2 separate regions of the Nothobranchius furzeri genome follow, and region 2 is linked to region 1. A link is a contact called in public Micro-C data. All regions are on one chromosome and are shown on one strand. The core of a region is the stretch at or near the end of the contact, and the rest is flanking DNA. Distances in the headings are between cores, read along the strand shown. Region 1 has its middle 11 kb from the start of rnaset2l. Region 2 holds the start of dlc (deltaC).

Region 1 (6,002 bases), core at 2,412-4,911:
TTTTTAAAATGTACACTCTTATTGTGTTTAGTTGTTATTATTTTTAAATAAGAAACAAAATACAACCAATCAGACCACAAAAAGATCATTTTAAACATGTTCACCCTGTAACATCTTCAAATAACCTTAAATCTAAATATTCTTCTCCTAATTCTTAAATTTATCTCGATGTATGCTCATTCTCTCGTATTTTACAGCGTTGCTGCTCTTTTCTTAAATTTCTGAACAGAGTTGAAACAGCAGAAGGGAAACAACCCACAAAGATTCAGCATTTTAATATTAACATATTCACGTTGATTTTTACAGTTTGTGTTTCTAGGAATCTGCATCTGTTTTGTTTCTGTGTTGAGTTTTATTCAGGAGAGGAAATGAAGGTAAAGGTATGACAGGCGGCAAGTGGGCGGGGTCATAGGTGACAGGTTGCAGAGGAAGAAACGTAGCGGGTTGATCAGAACTTTGTAATTCCTCTCTGGTTGTTTGTTTCAGCAGGAAGAACATCGGCGTGTTCCTCATCCCACTGATGTGTTCATATTACTGCTGTAACTCATCTGAGACGATCATCAATTTATAAATTACACACACAAACACACACACACACACACACACACACACACACACACACACACACACACACACACACACACACACACACACACACACACACACACACACACACACACACACAACGCTGATGAGCTACAGTGTAGCCACAGCTGCACCTATTTCAGGAACTAGAGGTGAACCACATCAGAGCTGCACTTCAGATGATATCTGGACACATTTCATCTCCACAAATAACACAAGCCTGGAGGAGTTCTGCTGTGTGGTGGAGTTGCTAATGCTAACAGTTAGCTTCCACTAGCTGAGACGTTCTCTGCTGTTTCCTGGACACTAAACCAACAACAGCCTTCCCTGTCGTGAGTCAAGATGGGTGAGTCCACGAATGGACAGTGTGACATAGATCTGTCAGGCTCTTCAAATCCTAGAGTTTCACCGTCTATTTTCAGTTTTCTATCTATAGGACATAGACATGAATAGGTAGATGCCTCATTGGCTGCTGAAGAGCATAACAGACTTTTCTAGCCTACCTGGGATGTTATATCCAACCCTCCCACTGTCCTCATGGGTGACCCCTCCAGGAAAGTTGACCGTTGAACAGGATTGATAGTTTATCCCTTGAGGTCCACGTGGCAGGGGTGAGGAGTGAGCCCCTCACCCCTGGGTGAGGGTGAAGATGGGGAAATCCCAAGGCGTTCCCTGGCCAGGTGAGAGACATAGTCCCTCCAAAGTGTCCTGGGTCTACCTTTAGGCCTCCTCCCGGTTGGACGTGCCCGGAAACTTCACCAGGGAGGCGTCCAGGAGGCATCCTGACCCGACACATATTTTTATGTATTTTGTTTAATTTTATTTACATTTTAATTATCATGTGTCTGATTTTGTGAAAAGCTTGATAAAATGTCGTTTTTAGTTGGGTAAGCACGTTCCTCAGTAGAAACGAATGCACTGGGGGTGAATGGAGACCCATCTAAGATGGCGGCTGACTCAAGACTCAAAACAACTTTATTAGTCCCCGACGGGCAATTTGAAATTTGAGGGCTGGCCACTACAGCAGCTCCGATAGGCAGCGCCAGTCCATGGGGCGTCTACATATAAATGTCTGCGAGTGTAGGAGACTATTTTCATGTTCAGCCTGCATGAAAACTCAGATTGACAGATTAATCATTAAAAATGGTTTTTCAGTGTTCCACATCTTTAACTCTCTGCCACCATCAAACATGATGTAATATTAATAATTAAGTACAGATTTATAAAGGAGGGAGAGAGTTATTCTTTCATCTAAAAATGTGAAGATGATCTAGAAGAGTGGAATTTTTCGTTGGTTCCCAAATGGTTCATCCAGGAATGCTGCATCCCCCTGTGTCCAGAAGGAATATCCCAGAAACCTCCTAAGAGCGTCTCAGAAGACCCCAGAAACATCTCAGCAACATTCCAGAATATAGAACGTTTTACGATATTTTTAACTTGTTTTGATGTATTCGTAGCTTTTTTACACCTGATGTTATTGTTTTTACGTTAATCATCGCTTTTCTCCTCGTTTCTGCTTTCTCTGTAAAACACTTTGGCCGACAGGATGATCGAGTCGGTGGGTCAGTGGCGTGATTCTGGGCTGGTTCTGATCAGTTCACTGGCTCAGAACCACCAGGAGCTACAGCGGTTCAGACGGAACGAAACTCTGTGAAACTGGAAAGTTTCTACCTGAGGCCTCGCCAGCTTTGGCTGACTGACAGCCTTAGGACTGGAGGTTAAAACAGTTACTGTTGTTGTGTACTGTAACTGTCAGAGTGAGTAAAACTGAAAGTGTGTGTGTGTGTGTGTGTGTTGGCAGAATTCCAGGAAGAAGTAATTTCTGGTTATGTGACCTTCGACCCTCCTACCCGCTCTGATACAGAAAGACAGCTGGTTACAGATCAGTGCAATGACAGCGAGTTTCTGACCTGAGGAACAAACATTTATTAGGAGGAACATGTTTGTTTGTAAACAACCAGAGCTGCAGTTGACGCTCAGTCAGCTGCGACTGAATCAAGTCAGGAAAATGAACCAGACAAGGGTGAATAAAAGCCGGAAACCTTAAAAATCAACAGAAACGTTAAAACTGCTACCAGTTGTCCATCAGGGTCACCATGGTAACCACCATGACCATCATGACTTGGTTATAGGTATTATTTAAAATTCCGACGTCTCCTCACACAGCGGCTCCACATCTGATCCTTCTCAGGAAATCTGGATCCTCTGAACACGTAGAGGCGGCACTGTGTGAGTTCTGGAGAATCCCAGGATAGCTGGTGTGCTCCGGGCCATCGTAGCTCCTCCCCCCTCCCCGTTCAGTGATCGCCATCAGATTGCAGCAGCGGTCCGCGTCCTACCCGCTTGGCGAAGTTAGTACAGAAGATTCTTCTGAATGCCTCACCCACTCTCACCTGAGGCACACGGCCAGACACCCGGAGATATTCCAGAGCTGAGTTGTCGTCCCGGTCTGCCCATGCTGTCATATACAAGTGTAAGCCATTACCAAGTCCAGGGGGACAGAACGAATTCTCTGGAGAAAATGAGTGGAACACGTCTTGGAAAAAGCCGTTTCTTTATATGAAGATTGAAGGAATGTGGTTATTTAACGGGGTCATTGTTTCCAGAGACAAATGAGAGGTGATGTTCAGGAGGAGGACCAGGATCAGGAGGAGGAACATCCCACTGAGATCAGGTTGGTAATGAGACCCAAAATTCCTGAAGGACAGAGAAACTGAATTCTGTTTAATAAGCGGCTCAAACTTTAGTCTTTCATTTTCCAGCAAGTGGTTCCTGAGCGCGACGGTCTGCAGCTCTCTACTCCCCCAGGGAATGGGTCAAATGCGGAGAAGTTGTTTCACAATTTCAACAATTAATGGGACTTAAGCTTTAACTTTTCAATCTGAATTAAATTTAATAAGTAATTTAACTCATATTATTGATTTTGTCAGCTGGCCATCATCCCAGGTTGATGTAAGGCATTGTTGAACCGGATGAACCAGTGCCGATGGAAAAACCTCTGTCCCTGATACTCCTGTTGTTTCTACAGGTCGGCTCAGTGAGAACGCTGCAGGAGGAAACCTCCTCCCCGCGTGGTGCTGGAGTTGCACAGGAAGTGACCGGTTTGCTCCACTTCCTGCTCTGCTGGAGCTGCAGGTGTTCCAGGACTCACCTGAGCAACAACATTAAAGCGTTTCAGTAAAAACCGTCAATGGGTTAAGAGCTAAAGGTTGTTGGTTCAGTTTCACAATCACAAACAGGAGTTCAGCTCAGGTCAACTGTCAAACATTTATTGTGTAACACGAAAGCACTTTGTGGAAAATCACTCCACAAAATATTCTCTTTGTGTCAGAACCAACAGAGATTAAAATCTGGTGTTTATTCTGGATTATTCATTAGACTGTCTTCATCCTGCAGAACCTTCTCATGGACCAGTTTTTCTCCCGAGTAATTGTCCAGATCGTCCTGTTTCCTGCATCCCAGCTTGCTCAGGAATGTTATGTCACATCAGCTGATGAAAATGCGGGAATGGTCTCATTTTATCCCACCATCTCCTGCTCGTCTAGGTCACAGATGCAACAAGCCCAACAAGGGGGCACAGGGTATCTATCCTCTCCCAATCCCACCATTCCTCCACTGGGATCCCAAAAGAAACTCTGTAGTGTGTCACAGGTCCGGTCAATAGTTGCCATGCTGACAAGAGGTTGTGACGAATTCTGTTGTTTTGTGCTTTTAGAGTAATTTGTGGGAGATGTGGTAGTTCCTCTGTTGTTGGATTTAACTACAGCTTCTGTCAAATGCCTCGTCAAGGTCCCTTTGCTCTTTGGAGCTATATTTGGTCCACTTTGGAAGGCGCTTTATAAATAAATTATCTCAAATATGAAATATTACAAAAACACCACAAAAATGTTTAAAAAATATTAGTATCATTATAATTTGAGAGGGAGCAGGAACATGCTAAAAAGTTTAGGGTATCCATCACAATGTTCTCTTAGAAAGGCTTGAACACTTTGTAGGGATCAAAGGAACAGCGCTTGGCTGGTTTAAATCTTATCTGCCCGACAGAGTTCAGTTTGTTCATGTACACGAGAAATCTTACTCTAGAGTTACTTGTGGAGTACCACAGGGTTCGGTGCTTCGACCAATTATTTTTACTATATATATGCTTCCAACCGGTAAAGTCATTAGACAGAATGGGATAAACTTCCTCTGTTATGCTGATGATACTCAGTTATATATCCATAAACTCTGATGAACCTATGAAAGGCACATACGTTCAATATGAGCAGCCATTCACCGCTACTCACACACACACGCACATGCACGCGCACGCACACGCACACACACACACACACACACACACACACACACACACACACACACACACACACACACACACACACACACACACACACACACACACACACACACACACACTTAAACGTTCACCTCTAGAAGCATCGGAATGCCAATCACCCAGTCTAGAATATTTGTCAATAAAACAAAAGAAAAGAAAAGAAAGACAAAAGTTTGGGGAGTGGTACACAGAATCAGTTGTCCAGGACAGTTCACATGAAGCTTTTAGACAAATAACCAAAAATTAGCCCGATACGCCATCCCCTATGGGATGGCGCCTCGATTACTGCAACGCCCTTCTAACTGGTCTTCCAGGCTGTACTGTGAGACCTCTTCAAATGGTCCAGAACGCAGCGGCGCGTCTGGTCTTCAATCAGCCACAAAGAGCACACGTCACCCCTCTGTTCATTGAGCTCCACTGGCTACCGCTAGCAGCACGCATCAAATTCAAATTGCTAACACTAGCATACAAAGTCCGAGATGGTACGGCTCCCATCTACCTGAATCCTCTTGCAAAGGCTTACGTCTCGGCCCGGCCGCTCCGGTCATCACAGGATCGTCGGCTAGCAGTGCCTACACCACGCTCAGGACAATCCAGACTCTTCTCATGCATCGTTCCACAAATGTGGAATGACCTTCCAAGCACTACCAGAACAGGAGCTTCCTTTTCGACTTTCAAAGACCCTGCTCTTCAGAGAGCATCTTCTAAACTAGCACCCTCCCTGCACCCGTCCCCCTCTCTACTGTCCACTCCTTGTTCCCTCCTCTCCATGATTGATGTCAAGTTGTTGTTGTTATTGTTGTTGTTAGCCTCAATGGCAACATGCCGATTATCACTTGTAAGTCGCTTTGGACAAAAGCGTCTGCTAAATACATAAGCATAAACATTTAGTCTGGCCACAAACCAATGAAACGGATCACACGTAGTGACATCATCTACAGTTAGGACTAATCAGAGCAACGAACGGCATGACATATTCATCATGATGGAAAACAGTCAACGGGATTGTCCGCACAATGGAAAACGTTGTCATGGCATCCAACAACCTGAACAATTTGTGTCCTTTAAGAAACTGTTAAAT
Region 2 (5,402 bases), core at 229-2,728, 160 kb after region 1:
ATGGTTGAAGTTTTGGACCGGGACATGTCCCTCTCTTCGCCAGCGGCCTCTGTCCCTTACCTACCACCAGGTAATCAGCTGACTGGAGGATTTTATAATTAAATCTGGTTTGTTTTAACTTCTCTGTAAACTTCAACAATGGTTCTGCATCAAATCTGGGTTTTGTTTTAATTTTCTAGAAAATTGTGATCCATCTAAAACTTGTGATTAACAAAGAAAACTTTCATCGATTTATATCTTCCTACGTTTGCTGTTATTTTATTTAAATGATATTTATTGGTGTTCTGTCTAATTTTCCTACAGAGATGTGGATTCTGGTGTCTGTGGGGGCTTCGCGTTGGACCTGAATGTGTTTTTCTGTCGCCGCCTTGCGGCCACACAGCAGAGCTGCACCCACAGCAGTTTTTACCTGTGGACTTCAAAACTGAAGACTCCGCGTTCCAGACTTCTGTGATCAGGTAGAAAGTCCCCTGAGTAGAATGAGGAAATTATCATCAGCGATCATTTGTTTGTTTTATGTCTGAAAGTCAAACTGAAGAATCTGCGATTTCCGCCACTTACCGGCCATTTGAAGGCAAACGGCACCCTGATGGGCTCGCTCTGGGAGATGGAGCTGGGGTCGGCGCTGAGGACATCGGTGAGCGCGATCCCGTACGTGTACTGGGGCTCTGGGCTGATACCGCTCTGCGAGTGCGCGAGGCGCACGCGGAAAAAGATCTGGCAGTCTGACTGGGAGTGACAGATGCCGCTGGGGCTGGTGAAGGAGTCGATCTTCAGCTGGAACACACCGGAGGAGAGAGTCTGCGGGGGGTGCAGAGAGAGGTGAGAGACCGGGAGTGCGCTCAAACATCAGCTGAGACCAGAAGTTTCTGTCAGGAACTTTTCGTGTTAATAATTGCTGCAGAAATAACGATATTAACGTTTTATTGTGACAAAAAAGTTTGTAACTTTGTGATTAATTGATAAAACATTCTCCGAAATAACAAAACCCATTAAAAGCCGATTTAGTGTCTAGAAAAGGCTCCGCGTGCTGCGCGTAAAAGCGCACGCATCCAAACCTCCCTGCTCACCAAGACCCAGCAGCAGAAATTCAGCAGACCTGCTCGGTTCTGGAGCTAAAGTGTGAGCTGGGCTCCTGAGAGGACTGCCAGAGATTCTCACCGTCTGAGCTGAGATGAGCACCAGCAGACATGGCACTAGCACGCGCGCCATGGCGAAGCCTCCAGGTGACAGCGCGCAGCGGGTCTTAACAAGCAATGCGTAAAGTCCAACCTGCACCAAAAAGTAATGTCTCTGGGAGAAATGATAAAAAAATTGGATCCGCCCGTGACACAAGACACCCGGTTCTAGAGTCTTGGGAGATGTCGGTGTTTGTGAGGCTGCTGCTGAACTCTGGACTGACGCGGCTGCGGTTCCTCCTGCTTTATAACAGGGGGAGGAGTAAGAGGGAGAGGGCTGCTGCATAGGGAGTCCACCTGGAGGAGGAGTTGGACTGAGAGGCACGCGCCGAGGCGGCTTCAATCAAATCGAAAGAGATTCATCCCAAAAAAATACGCGGGGGGGTTCCGCCGGAGGCAAAAACTGATCTACCCTGACCGGAAGAAGAGTCCGGTTCTGGTCACTCTTTTCTGGTCCTGCGTCCTATAGTTCAGTCCAGGTGTCATGGTTCGGTCCAAATAATAAAAGTACTGTAAGCTCTCTCTCTCTCTCTCTCTCTCTCTCTCTCTCTCTCTCTCTCTCTCTCTCTCTCTCTCTCTCGGTGTTTACACAAGTGTGGCACGTGCGTGCGCGCCTGTATCACACAGAGTACCGTCTCGACATCCTTTAAAGCACGTGATAAATCTGCACCGTGTGGACGCAGAACGTCTGCCTGCCCCGCTCATGTTTGACTGATCTTTAATCCGATCTGATTCAGTTATATTTTCTCCTTTAATCACTTCTAATCACATTTTAGGAGTCCAGCTGGTTCTTGTCTACGGCTGATAAACAGCTGATGAACCAGAACCAGCTCCTGAAGCGTTTCTGATTCAGACTCTCTGAACTGTAAAGTTTGCGCCTGTTTCCCACTTGCTGACGCTCAGAGTGCGCCTTTTGTTTAACACCACGTGCCCAAATGGGCCAAATGAATGTGGCACGAGCTTTGCTGAGGCGAGAAGATTCACTGCGCGTGGCGCGTGCTCCTTGGGGGGTGGGTGGGGGGTGGGGGGTTCGAGTGGAGAACCGTGGGAAAGTCTGCTGAGGTGCGAGTTCTGACACCTCAGCGTGCGCGCGCGAAACAAACGGAACAGCGCGAGGAGGTGAAAAGAACTAGAGTTTCATTTGCAACTGAAATCACCTGTGAGCTGGTGTTGGCCACGCCCACTCCCGCCAGCAGAACAGCGGCCGCGTTCGAGATGAGCCAGTTCTGCGCCGATTAGACCAGCGGTGACCGTTAGATTTGTGTCCGGCTTGACGCCGACTTGCTCTGACGTCATGCATACGTAGGCAACGACAACCTCGTGAGATCAAGGCGGCTGCAGATTTTGGAGCATGGCGCTGCAGTTGCTCTCCACCGGCTGCAAAACCTAGAGGATGACGGGAAACGCCTGGTTCTCACCTGATCTAAGATCTGATTGGTTCATATTTTGATCCAAACATCCGGTGGTAGAACATGAAATGTTAGTTGGTCACATGTATTCTGTAAGTCATGTTATGTTGATGATGACAACTATATAGGCCATAAAGAGAAATGGGATGTTTTCTCTTGTCACGTGTCCTATGAGCGCACTAAACCTACAGCTGATAACCTTTACTTATTATTACAGTCATGTCTCCATATACAATATATGATATCCACAAGCACGTGAGGGTGGGTTTCAGCTGCTAACAGGCACCAGGATTAAAATGACAAATTAAACAAGTAGAACGCTAACGCCATGTCTTCATCCATCGTCACCCGCGAGCTGCACGCTGGTTTTCAGCCACGCCCCCTGCTGAGCTCCTCTGATGTTAATGACGCGCGCTGCTGTGAGGGCGGGGCTCACACCTCCCCGCTAACGTCTGTCAGGTGAGAAGACGCAGCGCGGGGCCTCCCTCCTCTTCCTCCCAAGGCACGAGCCAGCAGCCGTGTGTGTGTGTGTGTGTGTGTGTGTGTGTGTGTGTGTGTGTGTGCGCGCGCGCGCGCGCGTGTCTGCAGATGTTTTAGCAGGTTGGGATTTCAATCACACACAGCATGTGTGAAGCTGCACCGTTTGCTGCAGCAGAGACCTTCACCTGCATGATGCAGCAACCTGAACGGCTCAAAAACAAACCCACGTGACTGCTGCTCAGACCTGAGTCCGGATCCAGATAACAACAGAACCATTCAGTAATCAGAACACAATGAATAAAAAATGAATATGAGAAACGTACAGAAACTAAAGGTAACAATATTTAAACTTACGTCGCAGATGAATAAGAACACAATAACATTGTTTTCAGCGGAAAAAAATGCACCAAAGCATCCGTTATTTATTTGTTGATCAAATGTTTTCCAGTTCAGGTTATGGACTTACCCGGTGCACCCGGACCCTGACAGGTGTGAGGTCTGCAACCTGTCAGATTACTGCTGCAGGAGGCTGGAGACACGGTTCTGATCCACTTATTGAGGCTACTGCAGTTTTTGATGTCAGAACTTAAAACCTTTTAACGTTTGAATCCAGTTTTCATGCAAAAAATCTAAATGACGTCTCAGAACTAACCAGGGGCGTCTCCAGCCTGTAGGAACACCTGGGCTTAGCCCCAAGGGCGTCAGTTTGTTTCCAGAATTGCTGGGGACAATAACCATACACTTGAGTGGGGTTTAAAAATTGCTGGGGACAATAAAGTAGGCTAGCACAGGGGTCGGCGGCTCTGGAGCCGCATGCGGCTCTTCCATCCATCTGATGCGGCTCTGTGTTTGTAAAATAATGAATGGATATTTAAATAAAATGCTTTATATTTTACTGCATTAATTTTACATCTGTATGCCAATTCTAAATGTAAAGATTGTCTGCGTATACCTGAACAGGTCCAACCTGGTCTTACTGTGAGACCGGGTTGACGCGTCACGCTTGTGCGTAATCATAGGCGCTTCCTGAGCTGAAGAGGATGTGAGATTCTGGGATTCTCCTCAGACGGCTCCTGGATGCGTCGCCACATTGGAGACGGGAACAAGCACTATTCAGCCAAAGTTTCATCATCAGGGAACATTTTCTAAGTGACAAGTCTCTCTGAGAGACAGCGTTTGGAAAACACTCACTTCAGTGGGAGGAACCTTCCCACATGCGCTCTGCGTGGCTCTGGGGTTAATCAAGTTTAATTGTTTCTCTTTGCAACAATCTTCACAAGAAGGCAAAACAGTTAAACGGCAGGTTACACATATTTCCATTTGACTGTTTATTTTGACAGATGAACTCAAGGATGTTGCTTGGTTTGAAAGAATTACCCCCACGCATACTGATGCGCATGGATGAGCTGACATTTTAATCGTTAACGCACATCGCGGAGGTAAAAGATTCCCATCAGAACATCAGAGCTTTATACTGGACACTGTGTTCAGCGCGGCTCGGAGCGCCCACGGTGGACAGTGAGCTGAAGATCTGAGGGGTTCGCAGCGCAGCGCAGAACCATGGTGCATGCAATGATTTCCTCCCACTGAAGCGGTCTGGAAACCCGGTCTCTCTGAGGGATGTGTCACTTGGAAAAATGTTCTTTTTATGAAATTATGAAACTGGCTGAACAGCGCTTGTTCCCGTCTCTAATATGGAGACGCATGATGCGTAGAGACATTTGATCACGCACAAAGTTCATGTGGAGCAGAAGCGGTCGGGCCACGGCAGGTGAAATGTTCCTAGCCTACATGAAGGGAAACTGTTTAATTGTAACATTAATATGTTACTGGACACGCTGGTCTGGTTGGTTAGACCAGTGTTTGAAGTGGAAAACACACACACACACACACACACACACACACACACACACACACACACACACACACACACACACACACCAATTAAAATATATGCTGATAGCATGGACTAGAAGACAGGTGATGGTTTACGTATTTAAATGATGATCAGGCTGCTGTAAAATGTAATCTCCATCCACATCCAGACAGAATCATCCTCTATTCTGTCTCTATTTGCTCTGCTCTTGTCTGGGCTGACGTAGCTGATGGTGCGCCTAACTAGCGGCTGATGCACATTTTACGCATTTGGAGAGGTGGGCTGGATGCTGTGCGTTTACTGGAAGATGGTTAACGCACGGGTGTAGACTACATATTAATGACAAATGAATGAAAATTAAATTGTGAGTTTTTACTTCATATTTTATAAATAAAAATGACGGGGGAAAACATTTATGACGTCTTTTTAAACTAAATTTTCTAGCGCGACCTGCCTGCT

Evidence for each region. A called contact is a pair of places that touch in the nucleus more often than the background predicts.
Region 2: a Micro-C map of tail fin shows a contact between it and region 1, with 11 times the contacts expected there. The contact joins the promoter of dlc here to the enhancer-like site in region 1. A contact is called at or near these places in 2 of 2 Hi-C or Micro-C datasets (skeletal muscle and tail fin).

The regions. Positions count from the first base shown.
Region 1 is chr13:57,007,495-57,013,496 of NfurGRZ-RIMD1, forward strand. No RefSeq gene overlaps it. Among protein-coding and RNA genes, the nearest start is that of rnaset2l, 11 kb to the left of the region's middle. Within about 2 kb of position 3,662, at least 1 of the 3 cell types and tissues checked has an H3K27ac peak or open chromatin away from gene starts, as enhancers often do. A contact at or near this core is called in tail fin, where this site is marked.
Region 2 is chr13:57,168,562-57,173,963 of NfurGRZ-RIMD1, forward strand. dlc (deltaC) reads right to left here and starts at 1,479. Exons shown (of 10, transcript XM_054742331.1): 1 at 1,162-1,479; 2 at 562-801; 3 at 410-470. The coding sequence starts at 1,464.